Regions from separate parts of the Mus musculus genome. Here region 2 is linked to region 1. The links are chromatin contacts, called in public HiChIP or PLAC-seq maps. All regions are on one chromosome and are shown on one strand. Each heading gives the region's core, a stretch centred on a gene start, on an enhancer-like site or on the middle of the called end of the contact. The rest is flanking DNA. Distances are from core to core; before and after follow the strand shown.

Region 1 (4,566 bases), core at 1,449-3,948:
GACCAGAAAGGGTCTGGAAATGTGTGCACATGTGTGCACACACGTGCATGCATACGGGCACACACATGTACACACTCACACTTGCCTGGGGCGTCCACCTGGCCACATGCACACGCCCACAAGCACACTGGCATGCACACAACACACGTGGTCCCGCGCCATGGCAGTGGTGGGGAGGGGGGGTCTCTGTGGGCCCCGCTGGGTGGGCGGCGCTCAACAGAGCACAGGCACGCCGTCCGTGGAGAAGATCATGCCTGTGGTGGGCTCATAGGTGCCCGCGAGGTAGTAGAGGCCCTCGCTGTCCTGGTATTTCTTGGTCTTCAGCATCTGTTCGTACTGCTCCAGGCCCACCACCAGGCACTTGTGGGACACTGTCTGCACATCGTTCTCATCCACGTGGGAGGACTGGTACAGGGCGCGCTGTGGGGACACAGTGGGTGTTAGGGACTGGAGGGAACCCTCCTGGATCAGGGAGACCCTGGGATGCCTTAAGGGCAGAGACCTGGAGACAGAGACAGATGGATAGAGAGACAGATGGGAACAAAGAGGGACAAGCAACAGATGGAGAGACAATGACAGAGACCAAGAGAGATGAAGAGATGGAGGGAAACAGGTAGCAAGGGAACACAGGATGATGTAATGCCATCCCCATTGTGTTCAGAGTCCCAGAAGCCTTGTAAGCAGTAGATGGGTGTGGTAGTCCGCCTGAAATCTCAGCCTTGGACCACAGAGACAGGACCTTTGGAGCAAGCTGGCTAGTAAGACCAGCTGTATCAGTGAGCTTTGGGTTTGGTGTCAGGAAGTCTCCCAATAGTGACAGTGAACCTCTACCCACACCTGCATGCACACTTGCCACCCAGGTACCAAAGTGTGTGTGTGTGTGTGTGTGTATACAGGAAAGAAAAGTAAAAGAAACAACAGAAGAAGAGACAAACAGATATGCCTGCAAATGCCAGAGCAAGACACAGAAAGGAAAGGGGCACTAGGAGACGAGGAGACGCCAGGACAAAGGCAGATTCAGTGAGCAGATGGGACAGAGACAGGGACTCCAGCAGCCCAGAGCCACAGATGAGAGAGAGGGATGGGGGAGGCAGGGAGGGAGGGAGAGAGGAAGGGAGGCTAGGAGGGGCAGAGCAGAAAGCTCGAGGCCCACCCCATCTGGACGGAGCTTGCCCTCAGCCAGCACCAAGAGCCCACTGCTGCGTCTTACCTCCATGAAGTCCTTCCTCTGGCTGGAGGCCCGCAGGGCTGCAGGGAGGCTATGCCCTGACTTCTGGTCCCAGTGCTGGGGGAGGGAGGGATAAGAGGAAGTCTTAGCCTTGTTTTCCTCCCATCTGAGATTCCAGGCCCACTGCACAAACTCCCTGGACTACTCAGCCTTTCCACGGGTAGGGCCACAGCATGCCCAGCCACAAATGGAGTAATGTTTTTTTTTTTTTAAGATTTATTTATTTGTTATATGAAAGTACACTGTAGCTGTTTTCAGACACCCCAGAAGAGGGTATCAGATCCCATTACAGATGGTTGTGAGCCACCATGTGGTTGCTGGGAATTGAACTCAGGACCTTCGGGAGAGCAGTCAGTGCTCTTAACCGCTGAGCCATCTCTCCAGCCCGGTGTAATGGTTTTTAATTGCCAATTTGATTCTACCTAGACTTATCTGGGAAGAGTCTCAATCAGGCACTAAGTCGGACTGGGTTGTGGGTACATCTGATGGGGATTATATTGATTTTGTTAATTAAGACCTAGTCCACTGTGGGCGGTTCTATTCCCTGCACAGGGAACCTTGGACTACAGGAGTAGAGGAAGCAAGCTGAGCACTAAGCATGAATGCGTTCGTTCTCTCTGCTCCTGACTGTCAACAGTCATGCTGCCTCATGCTCCTGCCACTGTGACTCCCCACAGAGCTGATCTATCTGTCTGTCTGTCTGGTCTATAACAAAGAACTGTCAGCTAAAAGAAAATCCTTACTCCTGCTTTCCGGCAGGGTATTTTAGCATCAACAGAAATGAAACACCATGGGTCTACCTTTACACACCAGGGACTCTTTCAGTTCCCATCAGGGACACTCACCTGGCCCTCATGGAACTGCTTGCCCGGGCTGGTCTCCTCCGGATGGTAGAACCACTTGACACGAACCACCATATTGTTGCCCCAGGACTCCCACATGCTCTGGATCCGGCCAATATAGGGCAGGTTGGGGCGGCCGGCTGACAGGAAGACTGCGCAGTCACCGATTCGGATCATCTCCTTGCCTCGGACGATGGCCTTGTAGAAGAGCTTGCGAGCCTTGCCTTTCATGCCTCGCCGCTGCGGGACGTGAAAAACCACAGCTAGAGCCCAGCACTGTACCCGAAGCCACAGAGCCAAAGGCAAGACACCCCACCAGGCGGTCTGGGCAGATCTGGATCCCCGATCCCTGGACCTGAGTCACCCGCCATGAACCCTCGGGGTCTGCATGGAAGGGGTGCCTTAGCTTCAGTTTGGAAGCGCTCCCGCCTACCCTTGAGTTCACACTTAAGGCGCTACTGCGGGAGTGGAACACAGTTTAGAGCTAGTGTCTGACAAGAGTTAGCAGGTAACAGGAGGTGCGGTCTTAAAAGGAGCTACCAGGCCTCTGCTCTTTCCTCTCTATCTCCTGCCAGTCAAGAGTAGCTTCTGTGCTCCTGCATTAGTTGAGCCCTCTCGGGCGGGCGCGATGGAGCCGGAACCAGCGCAATGGAACCGGAACCAGCACGATGGAGCCGGAACCAGCTCGTGGTGGGTGGAGACAATGAGCCAAAACCAACCTTTCCTTTTCACAAGCTGATCATCTCACGTAGTTTCTCCTAGCAACAAGGGGGAGTGTACGTGTTTGTGTACACGTACACATGCATATATGTGCATGCAGATTACACGTGTGCAGGTGCATGTATGCGGCAGGCAGAGGGATCTTCCTTTATTCTCTCCATCCACCCATTGTGTGTGTCTTTGTGCATGTGCTTCTGAGTGTGTAGATGCCCACAGAGGCAGGAGAAAGGAGAAAGGTTTCAGAGCCTTTGGAACTAAAGTTTACCGGCCTTGGTGAGCCACCAATGTAGGTGCTGGGATTCAAACCCTGGCTCAGTGCTTTAGTAATTTCTGAGCCATTTCTCCAGCCCTTTGGGCCTTCCTTCTTTCTTGGAGACAGAGCATCATGATGTAGCCCTGGCTGTCCTGGAACTCACTATGTAGGCCAACCAGGCTGGCCTCAAACTCACAGAGGTAAGCCTGCTTTTGTCTGCTGAATGCTGGAATTAAGGACATGTGTCACAGGCTCTCTCACTGAACCTGGAACTCCTCAATATGCCACTGAAAATGGGGGGGGGGGCGGTAAAGAAAATGGCCCCTGACTCTGATATCACTGAACGCCCACCTCTCCAGCCTCACTGAACTTAGGAGCTGATGACACACATGAGCCAGGGTGTCCTCAAACACTGAGGGAGGCCACCAGGTACCCCCAAACTATCCCTATTAATCCCCAACTCCTATCTGCTGAAGTAGCACAACTGGGCAGAAAAGGGGTTCCAACTGCTAGGGACACCCGACAGAGCTGGACACACAGCCAGGGGACGCTGGCCTAGGCACGGGGAGGCTAAGAGCAAGTCCAGGAAGGGCCTGTGAATAGGGAAACCCTACAGGTGAGCCTGGCTACTAAGGCTCAGTTACTGCCTGTTCCCAGAGGCTCTGGTGTAGGTCTTGGCTATCCAGGATGGAGTTACTGGGAAGAAGTGAGGAAGCAGAAGGGTGGGACTTGTGAGGTCAGTAGGTCATCAAGGAACACCCTCAAGGGAGTTCAAGGCCTAGGACGCTCCCCTTTTTCTTTGCTGCCTGCCGGACATGCTATGAGCAGTTTATTCCTGGATGGCTTCCTCACTAGGACACCCAGCGCTTCACAGGAGACTAGAGCAATGGTGTCTAGGACTGGTGCTCGGCTCAGGCAGCATGCAGGGAGCCCCGGCTTCCATCCTCAGGATGTCACCATGTGGAAATGGTAGTACGTGGCTGTAACCCCAGTATGCAGGAGGATCAGGCATTCAAGTTCGTCCTCAGCTATACAGAGGGAATGTTGTTACTGTGAGGGAAGGGAACCTGGGCAACACACTGGGCTCTGAATCTCTCCACCCACAGGCATGGGTGGACATGGAAGCTTCCAGAATAGCTCCTGGCAATACCCTCACCGGAAGTGTATCCATGAGTACCTTGTCCCATGTATACTGCATGTATGTGTAGGTGAACATGTATGACTGTATTCCAGTGTAGTCCTATGTCATGGGTTCACATCCCCGTGCTCCATTTATAATCACTTTCCCCACTGCTACCCACATACCTGATAGATTAAACAAAAAAAAGAAGAAAGACTTTGTTTTGTTGTTATTTTGAGACAGGGTTTCTCTGCGTAGCCCTGACTGTCCTAGAACTGGCTCTGTAGATCAGGCTGGCCTCCAACTCAAAGATCCAGCTGCCTCTGCCTCCCTCCCAAGTGCTGGGATTAAAGGTGTGCGCCACCGCCTTTCCAAGCAAGAAAACTTTAAAAAGGAGGGATGA
Region 2 (4,566 bases), core at 731-3,230, 400 kb after region 1:
AAGGGAGCCGCCTTGTCTCAAAATAAATCAGTAAACAAACATCTGACCTGCTTCCAGGTCATAGGTTAGTGCCTTGATTGTAGAGAAAATAGTTTCCTATTGCAATGCTTAATTAGTGTTTAGTGAGAAATGAATGAGGGCTTCTTGCTCTGTGGTCTTCCATACTAACACTTCCCCATTCACCCCTGACAAGCTGGCTTCTCCTCCACACTGACCGATCAACCAAAACTCCTTTGTTCCTAATACCCCAGCTACAGATTCACCTCAGCTGAAGAATCAGCAGAGTGTGGGTTGGGAAAGCAGTTCGGTGGATAGAGGCTGAGTTCAATTCCTGACACCCACCTAAAAGCCAGGCCTAGCAGTCTGCGTGCCTGTATCCCCAGTACTGGTCAGGCAAGAGACAGATTCAGCAGTGTTTACTCCCGGGTTCATCTTTTTTTGTATCAACATTCCATTGTATTTTCAAGGAGTATAACCCAGGCTTTGAAAGCCATGGGGGGAGGGGAGGCAGCGCCGTCTTGGTTTGTTTCTGCACTTGTTTTCATCTAAGAGGTTGGCCTAAACAGGCGCTGTTGCTACCCGGCTCCAAAGGACTATGATTCTGCGTTGCTATGGGGATGAGATGATTCAAATGCACAGCATGTTCTGTTGCTAAGGCAATTACTGACATCCTCACCTTTTCTGTCAGGAGTGGCGTTGCCACAGATTTCTCCTTATTATTTGTTTTGAGGGTACATAGGTGGTGTGCATGTGCATGTCTGTGTGAGCTTGTGACGGTCAGAAGACACCCTGGGGAAGTTTGTTTTCTCCTGCTACCAGGTAGGTTTTCCAGGGATGGACCTCAGATCCTTAGACTCGGCAGTAAACACCTCTACTCACCGAGCCATCCCGATGGCCCTCAGCTAATTCATGTTTTCTTCTTCCCTCTTTTCCTTTTTTTTTTTTTTTTTTGTCTATGGCATTTATTTATTTAGGCTTGCTCTCTATTCGGTAGCCCAGGATAGCCCAGATTTCATAATCTCCTGCTTCTGGCTCCTGAGTACTACAGTTACAGAAGTAGGGGTGTGTGTGTGTTTTTGTGTGTGTGTGCACACGCGCGCATGCGCCATTAGTAAACATTGGTATTTTTCCTCAGGGCTGCCCAGCTTGATTTTTTTTTTTTTTTTTTTTTTTTTTTTTTTTTTTTTTTTTTTCGAGACAGGGTTTCTCTGTAGAGCCCTGGCTGTCCTGGAACTCATTTTGTAGACCTGGCTGGCCTCGAACTCAGAAATCCACCTGCCTCTGCCTCCCAAGTGCTGGGATTAAAGGCGTGTGCCACCACTGCCCCACTCCAAGTTGATTTTTAGTTAGTTAATTTGTTTTTGCTTTGTTTTGTCTTTTGTCTGTTTTGAGATAGGATCTGTTAAAGGCCTGGAAGTCTCAGACTAGACTAGATGTAGACTGCGTGGCGTGGACTGTCTTGGGCTGAGATTTACAGTCCAGCCCTCATGGCCAGCTTTTTATTTAGATGGTTCTGACAGTTGGACTCAGGTCTGTGTGCTTTTATATCAAGCACAGTCTGAATGGGCTGTCGCCCTGGCCCAAGTTCCCATTTTAACCTTACACTCTCCCTTTAAGTCATTTATCTTTTAGCTTTGCTCATTTTATTTTATGCTATGTAAATACTCTCCTTTCCACTTTCACATAGCTGAATTTTATTGTTAGGAAAGTTTCCTGGGCTGAAGCTGAGGCTCAGACGGTAGGGTGCTTCCCCTAGTGTGTACAAGGAAGCCCTGTGTTCTATCCACAGCACCACGTAGACCAAGTCTGGCAATGCACACTGTAACCCCAGCCCTGGGGAGGGAGAGGCCGCAGGAGCAGGAACTCAAAGTCATCCTTAACCATACAAAAGTGCACAAGGTCAGCCACAAGGTCAGCCTCGGGTACTCCAGGCCTTGTCTCACACAAAACAGCAGCAATTAAAAAAAGCTCTCCCTGGGGCTGCAGAGATGGCTTATAGTCTCTCCCTGGGGCTGGAGAGATGGCTTATAGGTTAAGAGCACTGGACTACCCTCCCTGAGGTCCTGAGTTTAATTCCCAGCAACCATATGGTGACTCACAACCATCTGTAATGGGATCTATACCCTCTTCTGGAGTGTCTGAAGACAGCTGTATTTAAATACATTAAAACAAAACCTTTCTCTGTTACAGATTGTGGGAGAGTTTCTACGTATTTGCTTTTCTCTTTGGCTTTTGCTTTGTTTTGTTTTTTTTATTTGTTGTTTTTCTGTTTGGTTCAGTTGTTGGAGACAGGATTTTTTTTTTTTCCGTGTAGCCCCGGCTACCCTGGAACTCTCTCTGTAGTCCAGGCTGACCTCAGTCACAGAGATCCACCTACCTCTGCCTCCTGAGTGCTAGGATTAAAGGTGTGTGCTACCACTGCCTGACTGCTTTTTCTCTTTGTATGGTTTTATTTTTTAAGTTTTAAAAAAACTTTTAACTAAGTGTATAAGTGGGTCCCAGAGGAGGTCAGAAGGAAAGGGTGTTGGATCTCCTCAAGCTGGAGTTACAGGCATTGTGAGCCACTCGATTGTAGGTATAGAACAAAACCTGGGTCCTCTCAGAGCAAGAGCAGCAAACTCTCTTCTCCAGCCTCTCGTTTCTTTCCTTTCCCATTTTAATCTTTGGTTCATCTCAAATGAATCGACTGGATGGAACTAAGACTGGCTGTCCTCTTGTTGCCACCAGCTACCCTGCTATCCCACCATCACACACTGGAGTCCTTCATCTGGCTTCCTGGCTCGAGATGCTCTCTGTACTTCACGCTGGCTTGGCATCTGTGGCTGGTTCTATTTCTAGATTTGATTCCCCCCATCCCCCTGCTTCCCTGTGGCGTCTACAAATAACAGTGTCTTGCTTTAATGACTAAAGCTTAAAATATGTCTCAATATATGGCAACCCGCCGCCTTTCAAGACTTGCCTGGCTTTCCCTAATATTTTCTCAAATGATACTCCGCTTGACTCAAACTTGAAGATGAGGGAAATGAATAGTGTTTTTATTGGTCGCGTGACTGGTTTATTGATGCACCCAGAGAAGATGGATGTGCTTAAATCTATCCAAGGAAATTAAATCTATCCAAGAGCAGGGATGTCTTTACGTTGGTTCACACTGTCTTTTGACATTCAAGCATATTATGTTTTATTGTTCCGATGAGCTCTGAATACTTCTTTTAAAGCCTATGACTCAGTTTCTTTATTTTAATTCATTCAACTTTTTAATGGAATAGCTTATTCTTTTGTATTTATTTCAAATAGGGTCTCCATTTTCCTTGGGTAACTTACTTTTTGCAAAGTTGACCAGGAGCTCCAGCTGTAACTGCAGCAGCTTCCTGCGTGCTGGGATTACCAACACTCCTGCGCTCAGTCCACATACATTCACCCATCCATCTTCCTCCCTTCTGTACTTCCACAGAGGTCATAGGATCCCCTGGAACCGAAGTTTTGAACAGCAATTGAACCCAAGTCCTCTGTAAAGCATTACGTGCTCTAGACCAGTGATTCTCAACCTGTGGTTTACAGGGTCTCCCCTCAAGAGGTCATTTCACAGGGTTGTCTAAGACCATTGGAAAATACAGATATTTACATTATGATTCATAACAGCAGCAAAATTACAGTTATGAAGTAACAACGAAATAATTTTATGGTTGGAGGTCTCAGCATGAGGAACTAATTTAAAGTGTTGCAGCATTACGAAGAAGGGTGAGAACTGCAGAGTCAGTGCCCCCAAGCGTTCAGATCTTTTTGACAGCTAATCCTACAAGATGGCTCCGGGGCCAATCTGCGTGGTATCCACGTGGAGCATCGCAACTTCCGGGACTAGGCATGCCATGAAAGAGTCTTCTGGTCAGGCCACAAGCTAACTGGGATGGGGGAATCGAGTCTTATACCGGGACCCTCCAGGCTGTAAGCGAAAAGATGTCATTGATGACCGGAAGTGCGTTGCCGCAATGTGCCGCGGTGACCTTTGGGAGTTGTATTCTCTTCACCCACTGTGAGGGTCCTCTTAGGCTTGTTTCAGGGGTCGGACTCGGAAGTGCACATTTCCGGACTCCAGGCAATACCATGGCAACTGCTATCCCATCATCTCCCAGAAGCACAGTTTTGCTCTCTGCTGGCTGTGCAGGGTACGGTTGCTAGTTGCTGGCTGCTGGCTTGCTGCAGAGCTGACTGCATTGTGCGCGGTCCGGATTGAGTGGTACATCTGGTATAGGAATGCTACATGTAGTGTGGAGCGTAGATCTGCCCCCACTATCATTTCACTGACCGTTTCTCCTTCAGTTCTACCTCCTCAGAGCCCATGGTCCACTGGAGGCTCACAGGTTTCATGACAGTATGAACACCAGAAAACTGCCCAGATATCACCCCCTCTTTCCCAAGGATGAATTACCTTTTATCCCTTCACTTGTAGCTTCATGATCCATCCCAGTACCTGAACGCAGTCCTGTCTACTCTTGTGGCTGGATCTCCCGGGGGAAGAGGGGCTGCTAAGGAAAGGCTGTGGACCCGTCCTTTTAGAGACTACTCCTT

The links. HiChIP or PLAC-seq counts read pairs in DNA pulled down with a chosen protein or histone mark.
Region 2: a contact with region 1 is called in an H3K27ac HiChIP or PLAC-seq map of embryonic stem cells, with 7 read pairs. The contact joins two enhancer-like sites. A contact is called at or near these places in 2 of 484 Hi-C or Micro-C datasets (the Patski cell line and differentiating spermatogonia), 1 of 115 datasets of contacts at active chromatin or transcription factors (embryonic stem cells) and 1 of 9 other capture datasets (adipose tissue).

Annotation. Positions count from the first base shown.
Region 1 is chr5:142,725,768-142,730,333 of GRCm38.p6, forward strand. Tnrc18 (trinucleotide repeat containing 18) reads right to left here. Exons shown (of 28, transcript NM_001122730.3): 26 at 2,074-2,310; 27 at 1,211-1,285; 28 at 1-420. The coding sequence ends at 214. Among named protein-coding and RNA genes, the nearest start is that of Slc29a4, 26 kb to the left of the region's middle. Within about 2 kb of position 2,699, at least 1 of the 459 cell types and tissues checked has an H3K27ac peak or open chromatin away from gene starts, as enhancers often do. A contact at or near this core is called in embryonic stem cells, where this site is marked.
Region 2 is chr5:143,125,226-143,129,791 of GRCm38.p6, forward strand. No RefSeq gene overlaps it. Among named protein-coding and RNA genes, the nearest start is that of Gm38734, 5.6 kb to the right of the region's middle. RefSeq lists an enhancer at 3,711-4,485. Within about 2 kb of position 1,981, at least 21 of the 459 cell types and tissues checked have an H3K27ac peak or open chromatin away from gene starts, as enhancers often do. A contact at or near this core is called in embryonic stem cells, where this site is marked.